2 separate regions of the Pan troglodytes genome follow, and region 2 is linked to region 1. Evidence: chromatin contacts called from public Hi-C data. All regions are on one chromosome and are shown on one strand. The core of a region is the stretch at or near the end of the contact, and the rest is flanking DNA. Distances in the headings are between cores, read along the strand shown. Region 1 has its middle 8.7 kb from the start of TRIM2. Region 2 holds the start of TMEM131L (transmembrane 131 like).

The links. Hi-C and Micro-C count contacts between places; a contact is called where the count stands out from the background.
Region 2: a Hi-C map of stem cell-derived neural progenitor cells shows a contact between it and region 1, with 4 times the contacts expected there. The contact joins the promoter of TMEM131L here to the enhancer-like site in region 1. A contact is called at or near these places in 1 of 7 Hi-C or Micro-C datasets (stem cell-derived neural progenitor cells) and 1 of 1 datasets of contacts at active chromatin or transcription factors (stem cell-derived excitatory neurons).

The regions. Positions count from the first base shown.
Region 1 is chr3:154,921,138-154,926,883 of NHGRI_mPanTro3-v2.0_pri, forward strand. No RefSeq gene overlaps it. Among named protein-coding and RNA genes, the nearest start is that of TRIM2, 8.7 kb to the right of the region's middle. Within about 2 kb of position 2,999, at least 10 of the 24 cell types and tissues checked have an H3K27ac peak or open chromatin away from gene starts, as enhancers often do. A contact at or near this core is called in stem cell-derived neural progenitor cells, where this site is marked.
Region 2 is chr3:155,246,372-155,251,350 of NHGRI_mPanTro3-v2.0_pri, forward strand. It overlaps TMEM131L (transmembrane 131 like), which reads left to right and starts at 2,266. Exons shown (of 35, transcript XM_063809115.1): 1 at 2,266-2,484; 2 at 3,170-3,240. The coding sequence starts at 2,361.

The DNA.
Region 1 (5,746 bases), core at 1,749-4,248:
CCCAGGCTGGAGCACAGTGGTGCAATCTCGGCTCACTGCAACCTCTGCCTCCAGGCTCAGATGATCCTCCCAGCTCAGCCTCCTGAGTAGCTGGGACCACAGGTGTATGCCATCACATCCAGCTAGTTTTTAATTTTTTTTTAAAGACAGGGTTTCCCTATGTTGCCCAGGCTGGTCTCAAACTCCTGGGCTCAAGCCATCCTCCCACCTCAGCCTCCCAAAGTCCTGGAATTATAGGCACGAACCACTGTGCCTGGCCTCCCTGTTGCTCCTGACTCTAAGGCCATGCTCTCCTCAGCCTTTTATTAGGTGCCACGTGGGGCCTTAATTCCTGCTTTGATTGGCAATCCTGGTGGCCTTTGGTACGGCAGTGCTTCTCATTCTCAACCTGAAGGCCCAGCTGCCCCCAGCCCACAGTCCTGGCTTTTCCCTGGGTGGTGCAGTATGAGAGCTTAAGCATTAGAACCACACAGCCTGGTTCAAAGAGTGGCCCCACCACTGCTCTGTGACCCTGGGCAAGTCCTCCTGTCTCCCCATCTGTAAAATGGGAATAAGATACCTGCCTACTAGAGTGTGGGGCAGCTCAAAAAAAAGACATGCATAGAGGAGCTGGGTAGGTGCTTGCAAAAATCCCAGTTCCCCTTGCAGAACCAGCCAGCCAGTGACAGACCACACTGCTGTTCAAATACTTTTCTTTCTTTTCCTCTTTCTTTCTTTCTGTTTTCTTTCTTTCTGTCTTTCTTTCTTTCTCTTTCTTTGTCCTTCTTTCCTTCTTTCTCTTTCTTTCTTTCTTTTTCTTTCTTTCTTCTTTTCCTTCCTTTCTTCTTTTCCTTCCTTCCTTCCCTCCCTCCCTCCCTCCCTTCCTACCTTCCCTCCCTCCCTCCCTCCTCCCTTCCCTTCCCTTCCCCTCCCTTCCCTTCCCTTTCTTTCTTTCTTTTTTTTGCTTTAACAGAGTCTTGCTCTGTAGTCCACACTGGAGTGCAGTGATGCATCTCAGCTCACTGAAACCTCTGCCTCCTGGGTTCAAGTGATTCTTCTGCCTCAGCCTCCAGAGTAGCTGGGATTACAGGCATGTGCTACCATGCCCGGCTAATATGTATTTTTAGTAGGGACAGGGTTTTGCCATGTTGGCCAGGCTAGTCTCGGAATCCTGACCTCAGGTGATCCACCCGCCTTGGCCTCCCAAAGTGCCGGGATTACAGGCATGAACCACCATGCCCAGCCTCTTTCTTTCTATTTCAAAAAAAAAAATTGTTGACAATATATTAGACCCATGCTATGTGCTTTTGTGCTTCAAGAATGAGAAGGGGCAACATTTTAAGAGAAAGCATGAGACAAGTGCACAGGGAAAACAATGGAGCCCTGTGCACAGGTGTGCAGCCAGCAGCTGCCAGGCAGCCACAGAAATGAAGAGGAGGTGGAAGGGCTCTAGGCTTCTCCAAAGGAGCTGCCTGCTTTGGTCTGCGAAAGGGAGATTTCCGACTGAGGGTGCCTAAGATTTTAACTGATGGGTGGGAAAGCAAAGTGTGAATCTCCAAACCCACAACTTTCCCACTTCTGCAAGGAGTTCTCTCCTCCTCTGTGTCAGCCCTGAGAGACAAAGAGTGGCAGGAATTTCAGGGCAGGTGGAGGGTGGTTCATTTACAGAAAAGAGCTTTCATGATCTCCGGTTGGATTAGGGTAAGGTAGTAATGAATGACTGTTGTTTGGATGAAATACTGGAATGATTTCAACTGTGGTAGACAGGTTTGACTTGAGAAGAGTATGGAGAACTGGTTAAGAACAGACTTGGCCAGCCATGGTGGCTCACGCCTGTAATCCCAGCACTTTGGGAGGCCGAGGCAGGCAGATCACTTGAGTTCAGGAGTTCAAGACCAGCCTGGGCAACATGGCGAAACCCTGTCTCTACTAAAAACACAAAAATTAGCCGGGTGTGTTGACACACACCTGTAATCCCCACTACTCAGTGACTGAGGCACGAGAATTGCTTGAACCTGGGATGCGGAGGTTGCAGTGAGCTGAGATGGCGCCACTGCACTCTAGCCTGGGCAACAGAGGAAGACCTTGTCTCAAAAAATAAATAAAATAAATAAATAAAAATTTTTTTTTAAAAATTACAAATGAAAGTGATTTGCACAAAATACAAAAGGAAATTGAAACCAGGCTGGCCTATAAGAGAAAGGTAGTTTATTGACTTAATGGTAACTAAAACTCTAAAGGTAATAATTTCAGGTGACATTTGATCCAGCAGCTCAAAAAATGTCACCAACAGCCTGCCTTCTGTCCTCAATCTGCTTTATATGGTGTTGGCTTTATCCACAGATTCCACAAGGTGGCCCCAGAGGCTGCTCCAGGATCTCGATTACTGGAAAAAGGCTGTAGCTGCTCCAAAATTCACCATTCGGGTAAAAAGGATGGTCTCTTTTTCAGAGCTACTATAAAATAGGTTTATTCTTCCCAAAAGCCCCGGCAAATGTCCTCCTGGCTTGTTGCCTCTGATTTGGTAGTGCCAGTCTCCAAACCAGTCCATTTGGCTTGGGGCCATGGTGGGTGTGCCCGTTGGTTTAAGCCAGCCAGAAACCACTCCAGGCACTTGGGGAGGGTTCAGTCCCACTCAAGCCAAATTCACTCTGGAAATCTGTGTTCTTGTAGCCAGGAGAGAATATAGATGCAGGGTATCAAATAGCCAATGTGTACTACATTACATTTTAAGAGAAGCCACCAAATTTATACAATTTGTGCTTACAGATTTCTATACAAAGAACAAAGACAAGAGAAATGCCTGATTCTTGTGTGTGTGTGTGTTTTGTTGTTGTTATTTTTTGTTTTGTTTTTTTCCTGTTGATCGATCACAATAACCAGGAAGGATTTTGGCACTTGGCATTTTTGCACCTTGGTTCTGACCTGGAAAGGAGGAGGGTGTGGCATTTATAGATAAGTAACTGAAGACCAAGGTCAAATGAATGGATGATGTAATTCATTCCCTAAACAGAGAAACGTCTGGTGCCTTCCTGGCCTCAGTCCTCTCCGAAGGGGCTGTTGGCTCCAGCCCAAAGGCCTCTGCATTCTTTGGCTTCCATTGATTTCTCACCTGATTCCAATCACATTGCCCTCTGACTAATACTATGTTTTAATGCTTAGAGGAATTATGTATGCATTAAAAGGAAAACCTTGGATTTAAGCCTTGAGGTGAAATAGGATGCTTAGTCTGTGGTAACAAAAGAAGACTGGAAATGGAAGGAGATCAGCAAGGTCAGACACAGCAGCCCACAGACGCAGCCCTTGGCTGCTGAATGTCCTCCCTCTCAGCCCATATGGTGACACTCTTGAGTGCACACTGGGCATGCAGCCCAGATAAATGCAGCCAGGATAAGTGGTTTCTATAACATAATGGGGTTAAATGAAAGATTTCTAACTCCCACTTTCATCTGTGGCTCAGAAAAGATTTTAGTAATGAAATCGAAGGTAATCAGAGATCAGCTGGAGGAAAGATGTATAATCAGATTTTCCAGTGTTCAGATTTGCTCTGGGGGAGGGGTTATGCATTTATTCAACAAATATTTCTTAAAGGCCCAGTATGTGCCAGGTATGGGTATAATGGTGGCCTGTCCACTTGGGTTTACGGTCTAGCACAAGGGAGCTAGGTAATCATCAAATACGTATGCAAGCCCACCTACAGTAAGTGCTATCGGTTAAAATATAGACATATTTAGGCATGTTAAGAAAGTCTCACATGAATTTTGTGAATTAAATGTGTAGAGAAACTCCCAATATAGAGCATCTTAAACTGCTGAATAAAGTATTTAAAAAGACTGTTTTGCCAATTTTGTTGTTATAATTTACATACAATGAAATTCACTGATTTTAACTGTACAATTCAATGAGTATTGACAAATGTATAGAGTCCTGTCACTGCCACCACATCATGACATAGCACACGTCCATCATTCCTGAAGTTCCCTTGTGCCCCTTTACGGCCAGTCCCTTCCCGCTACCTTCTGACCCCAGGCATCCACTGATCTGCCTCCTGTTTTGCTTTTTCTAAAATTTCCTATAAATTAAATCATATGTAGTCTGTCATGTAACATGGTGCTTCTGAGATTTCTTCTTGTGATGCATGTCAGGAGTCTGTGTCTTTCTCTTGGTAAGTAGTATTCTACAGAGTGGATATACCACGATTTGTTTTATTAATTCACCAATTAATGGACATTTGAGTTCATTCTGGCTTTTAGCTATTATGAATAAAGTTGATATAAATATTCACCTACAAGTCTTTGGGTAGACATATGTTTTTACTTTTCTTAGGTAGATACCTAGGAGTGGAATGGCTGGGTATGGTAAGCAGAGCTCTAAAAATGACTCCTAGTGACCTAGCCCTTTGATAATCACTACCTCTTTGATTATGGGTCAAATTTATGATTATAAAACTTAAGCTATCGCTCCCATGATTATCTTACAGGGTAAAGCAAGATTATCTGAGGGGATCTAATCTAATCATGTGAGCCCTTTAAATGCTGGCAAGCAAAAAAGAAAGTCAGAGAGATTTGAAGCACAGGGGGGATTCAATGCATCCGTACTGGCTTGAAGATGAAGGACTCCCCTAAGAAGGAATGTGGGTGGCCTTAGCAGCTGAGAGAGGCCCCAGCTGACAGCTAGCAAGAAAATGATGACTGCAGGCCAGGTGCGGTGGCTCACGTCTTTAATCTCAGCACTTTGGGAGGCCAAGGCGGGCTGATCACCTGAGGTCGGGAGTTCAAGACCAGCCTGACCAACATGGAGAAACCCCATCTCTACTAAAAATACAAAATTAGCCAGGCATGGTGGCGTATGTCTGTAATCCCAGCTACTTGGGAGGCTGAGGCAGGAGAATCACTTGAACCTGGAAGGCGGAAGTTGTGGTGAGCCGAGATCGTGCCATTGCACTCCAGCCTGGGCAGCAGGAGTGACATTCCATCTCAAAAAAAAAAAAAAAAAAAAAAGGAAAATGGTGACTGCAGTCCTGCAACTTCAAGGAACTGAATTCTGCCAACAGCCTGAATGAACTTGGAGGTGGATTTCATCCTAGAGCCTCCAGAAGATAATTCAGCCCAGTCAACACCTTCAAGTCCATCCTGTGATACCATGAGCAGAAAACCCGCCACAATGTTCAAGCCTGCTGACCTATAGAACCATGAGAACTGTGAGCTAACAAATAAATGTAGTTATAAGCCACTGTTTGTGATGATTTGTTACAACGATAGAAAACTAATACATATGGTATGTGTATGTTTAACTTCATAAGAAACCTGCTAAATTGTTTCCAAAAGCAGCTACACCATTTTACACTTCTACCAGCAATGTAGGAGAGTTCCAGTTGTTCCACATTCTTGACAATACTTGATACTGTCAGTCTTTTTGATTTTTAACCATTCTCATGTAGTGGCATTTCATTGTGGTTTTAATTTGCATTTCCCTAATGGCTAATAGTGTTAGGCATCTTTTCATATGCTTATTTGCTATCCCTGTGTATCTTTTTTTTTTTTTTTTTTTTTTTAGACAAGTCTTGCTCTGTTGCTCAGGCTGAAGTGCAGTGGCATGATCATAGCTCACTGTAACCTTGAACTCCCTGACTCAAGAGATCTTCCCATCTCAGCCTCCCTAGTAGCTGGGACTACAGCCGTGCACCACAAGGCCCAGCTAACTTTATTTTTTATATTTGTAGAGACGGAGCCTCACTATGTTGCCTAGGCTAGTCTCAAACTCCTGG
Region 2 (4,979 bases), core at 1,016-3,515, 320 kb after region 1:
GCAGTTGGGCTATTAAATGATTTCTAAAAAATTTCCAGCTCTAATATTCTGTGACAATATCTAGGATTGACAAGGGGAATAATGGAAATATAGCACAAATGACACAGGAGTCTTCTTTGAAGAACAAGGTTACTCCAAAACATGGATGCTGCTTAATGGGCCATAACTTTCCTGTTGTCCATGAGTCAGCATGAAAAATAACTCCAGAGGAGGCTAAGTAGGTCAGATTTATCTAAGAAGACAGCTGTGTAATCCCGTATCCCTCTCCAACCCCATGGCACAGCAGATACATGCTTTTGGCTCTGTGAACAACAGTCAAATAGCATTACCCATTTTGTAAAGTCCACAAGACCACAACTTGAAAAATCAAGCTGGCCTTACAAAGTCTAGAAAAAGCTATAGCAGTATTTACATATGGTCCATAGCAATGTTACTCTATCTTTTAAGTCATTTCCATTGATGCTGTGATACTCATTAATGTGGGAAAGACTTTATTAGTAAAAGAGTAAAGTAATTTAAATGTTAGCAAAAAAGTTTTGTATCACAACTTTGCATCTGTTTAACAAAACCGGTTAGGCTGTTAATGTTTGCTTGCTTTCCTTTATACGTATTATACTCATATGAGGACTTAAAATTACATTCTGTAAATAAATAGGCCCATGAGAGAACTTTCATTTAGAAGCAAACTTTGAAGGTGTAGTTACTGCTTAAGTGGGCTGTGCAAATATTCCTGTCACTGGAGGTCCCTTTAACTCAGTGGGGGACCTTCAGAATCCAAGGGGCAAATAGAAACTTGGAGAAGTGAAGAGAAAAAAAGGGCACATTGAGATGGCACTGGAGATCCTTGCTAAATAAAGGAAGATGTTGGCAAGGAATACAGAAAAAAGTATGAAACAGAGACTACTGGAGGTATTCAAGTTGGAAAATGCAAAGTGTCCCTTTTTTTTCTCACATCAACAACTTACGTTTATGCTAATCTACTTAAATGTTAAGTCTGGCCAAGCAATTAGACTATTTAACCTTGTTTGGAGTTAAATGCAGACAGTGTGAGACTGTGTTCACAGTACTGTATTACGTCTTTAGGAGAGAGGATCTAGATTTCATTTTGTCCTTCTCAGGATTGTGTCTGCTATGCAAGCACTGGTTTTCTATAGTCTGGCTTGTAAGGCACAAGGAGCAATTAAACAGAGGATTAAGGTAAACAGGGTGTCCCATCACTTCCCCTCTTCATACTATATTGTTCATATTCTCTGAATTTCATACAAGCTACAGTGGACGCAGTAAGTTAACTTTAAAAAATCATAAGATTGCCCATACTTCTAGGTTATGCAAATTGATTTCTGAATAAGCCCTTGTTTGCGACATCGCTGGTAAAGGCAGGATGTTAACTTAAAGAGATGCCAGATTTTGGACTTGTTAGTTATAGGCATCAAAACCTGGAACTAGGAAATGTATTTCCACGTATTACTTCCATTATCCTACTAATGTTAGAAACAGGCAACTAACCACATCCTCGACCCCAACCATATTTCAGGAGAGGCTGGCTGAATTTTGCAATATGATTCCAAAAGGGAGTATTTGCAGGGTCTTTGAAGCTATAAATCCCCTAGGAAGAGTCTTCCCCACCTGTCAGGACCTGGACAGTGTCCACAGAGGGTGCCGGGCGCACTACCGCCACGCGGCGCTGAGGTCTGCCTCTTGGGTTTTGGGAGAGCTCTTTTTATTCTAAATTACAGACTTTGCAGCCACCGGATATCCTCGCTGCATAACTGGCAGTGGCCATGTGGCTGCACTCGCGTTTCCTGACAACCACTGCATTATTTCCACTAATATCCTGTGTCCAAGGCCTCTCGCTTGGCGACTCCTCGTTCCCACCTCCACCGCCACCTCCTCCCTCGAGGGTAATCTCTCGACCGTGGCCCAAGCGCCTCGACAAAGCGGCAACCACCCAAAAGTTCATGAAAATGCACTTGGCAAAAGTGGGCCGCTAGTCCCCGCGGACAGCTCTAAGCGACCCCGTCCCAGCCGAGGAAAGCGCCCGGGCCCCGCAGAGTGCGCGCTGCGGGGCGGGCCCGCGGCCATGTGCTCCGCGCCGGGGCGGGGCACCCGCGGGTTCGCATTGTCCACTTTCCCCCGCACCCCGCCGCGTTCCGTCCCTCCCTATCTGCGGCGCACACGCGCTCAGAGCAAGCGGCGCGCCCGGGTCTGGAGCTGCAGCAGCTGCGGCAGCGGCGGGGGTGGTGCGGCGCGGGGCGGGGCGGGGCGGGGCGGCACGGGGGCGGGCCCGGGCCGAGGCAGCTGGGGCGCCAGCGAGCTAGTGGCGAGCGCGGCGAGCAACGGAGAGGAGCGCGAGCAGCAGCATGGCGGGGCTCCGACGCCCGCAGCCCGGCTGCTACTGCCGCACCGCCGCGGCCGTGAACCTCCTGCTGGGCGTCTTCCAGGTCCTGCTGCCCTGCTGTCGCCCGGGAGGGGCTCAGGGACAAGGTCAGCCTTGCGCCGCTGGGCTCGCTCTGCCTCTCCACCCCGCCCCCGCTCTTTCTTTTAGGGAACTGCTGAAATCTATAAGAGGGCGAGGGGAGGAAAGGGAAAGGGGCAGGAGGAGGAAGGAAAGCTGTTGCAATTCTCCGCTGATAACATTTTCTGACCACAGCGTCCCGTCCCGCGCCCCTCTGCCCCGTACAGCTGGAGAGCGGGGCAGTCGCGGGGCTTGGGGACCGCTAGCCGCTCGCGCCCTGGAGCCTTTGTGCGCGGGCCCCTGCGCCCCGGGCGCAGCCCCCGCTTTGTGTGGCGCGCGCGGGTGCCCCGCAGCGGCCCGGCTTCCTGCAGCTTTGTTCCCCCGAGCCTGGCCGCCCAGGGTCCACACTCCAGATGCTCGGGCTGCGGAGCCCGGAGTGCCTCGTGGGGTGTCTTCACTCCCACTTCGTCCCCCCACCCCCAGCACGAGCACCCCGAGCCTGCACGCTGTCGCCTTCGCGTCCGAGGGGCCGCCGGCTCACACCCCACCCATTGTATTTTTATCCTTGGCTCGCCCCTGGGATGGCCTCTGTTCCCAGGAGGAAAAAGAGACATGTTTTGGTGAGGCGGGGGGCACGGAGGGACGATAGGGGAAACAGGAAGCGTTTCTTTAGCGTGCATTAAAAACGTGGTGTATTTTTTGGTGTTCCTGCAGCGATTGAGCCGTTGCCGAACGTGGTGGAGCTGTGGCAGGCAGAAGAAGGGGAACTCCTGCTGCCCACTCAGGTGAGGACGACCAGGTGACAGGGCGGCTGTGGGTGTAGAGGGAGGAGAGGCGGGGAGGCCCCCGGTCCTCCCCACCCCCTGTCCAAGCGGCACAGGCGTTCGGGCCACTTTGCAAGGCAAATAAACGTTAGGGGCCGAGCCTGAACACCTGGCAACGGTGGCCTTCCCGGCTCCTCCCACGCCATGTGACAGGGCCTGAGGCAGGCCGGCCCCAAGTTCAGAAGGTGGGAACCCAGGCCACCTCAGCAGGGAAGCGGCCAGCGGTCTGTTCGGCCGTGGGTGTCCTGGGTGCACACTGTTCCCTAAGTGAGCTGGTGCTGTGTGGATGGCAAGTGGCTAAGAGGTTGAGGACAACAGGAGTATTGATTTCATAAATGTTAGAGTGGTATTTGCCATTAGCGTTAAGTAGCTTTGGGATGGAGATGTGACTCTCAAGGATTGTCATCTTGGATTTTCTCCAAGTGCCCTTAATTCCTGTTAAAATACACCCACTTAAGAACTTGAATTTCTGGTTTTTTTCTCTGTATGATGATATGATGATTGCGTGTAGAAAAATAATTACTGACGTTTTATTGGGAATTTGTAGCATCATAGAGGGTTTATTGCTGCAACAGATACAGTACTGTAAAGCTTTTAACTTTTACAAGAAATTCCCATTGACTGTGAAGTGTGCACATTTAAATATAATATTGTTGACTGCCTTTCACCAGTAACGGTAGTGATCCAAAATGCATTTTTTGGGTGGGAGTGGCTTGAATTATAAGGAAATATTTAGCTTGTGTGCAGTACTTTTTAAGATGTTCATTACTTCCCACGTTGGTGGCAGCACTTAATTCTGTGTTGTGTCTTGCGGCTGTTTAGAAAAACAGGATGTCTAGCTATAACTTTACCGGAGAGGCTGTCCAGTTTTACATTTCAGTTTTCTCCCTCCTATGTGAAACATTCAGAGTGCTGGTTTTGAGATATTTAGAATATTCATTTTGATCAGGGCTAATGAATAACAGCTTCAAGGCAGAGAGGTGATTTTAGAGGAGAATTTTCCTGGACCCTCCTTGAAGGCCAGCAGCCTGAATGAGACAGGTCTTTTGAGAAAGGGCCCCATCAGGATGAGGAGCAGATAGTTTTTCCTTCTCCTAAAAATTTATTCCCAAATGGATTTTTTCCCCGATTTTAAATAATATACATATGTGTTTTTGAAGGTTTGGAAGATACAGAAATATAAAAAGAACAAAATAGAAATCCGTCGTATTCCTACTGCAAGAACGACATTTAACGCGATGTATTTATTTTTAAAAAATTATGTTTTTGTATATCAGAGTTGTTCAACAGTGGCACTGGTAACATTTTGGGCTAGAGAGTTCTTTGTTGTGGGGGCTGTCCTGTGCACTGTGAGATGTTGAGCAGTTAGCATCCCTTGCCTCTACCCACTAGATGCCAGTGGCACTCACTGCTGCTTCCCCCTCTCCCCCACCCCCTCCTGATTTTGACAACTAAAAATGTTTCCAGACATTGCTAGATGTCCCTGGGGAGCAAAACTGCCCTGGTTGAGAAGCACTGGTGTATATCTCTGTATATGTATTTGCATTTTTGCTCAATTATAGTTTCTATCTCTTACTGGCTAGTGTTGGAAGCCAACCCAGACTAAAAGGAAAGTAAATTATAGGTGATTGAGTCTAGTATTATATACTCTCATTTGTTAGAGCGTTAGTTGAAGATTTAGTAGGTGTGTTCAGAGATGG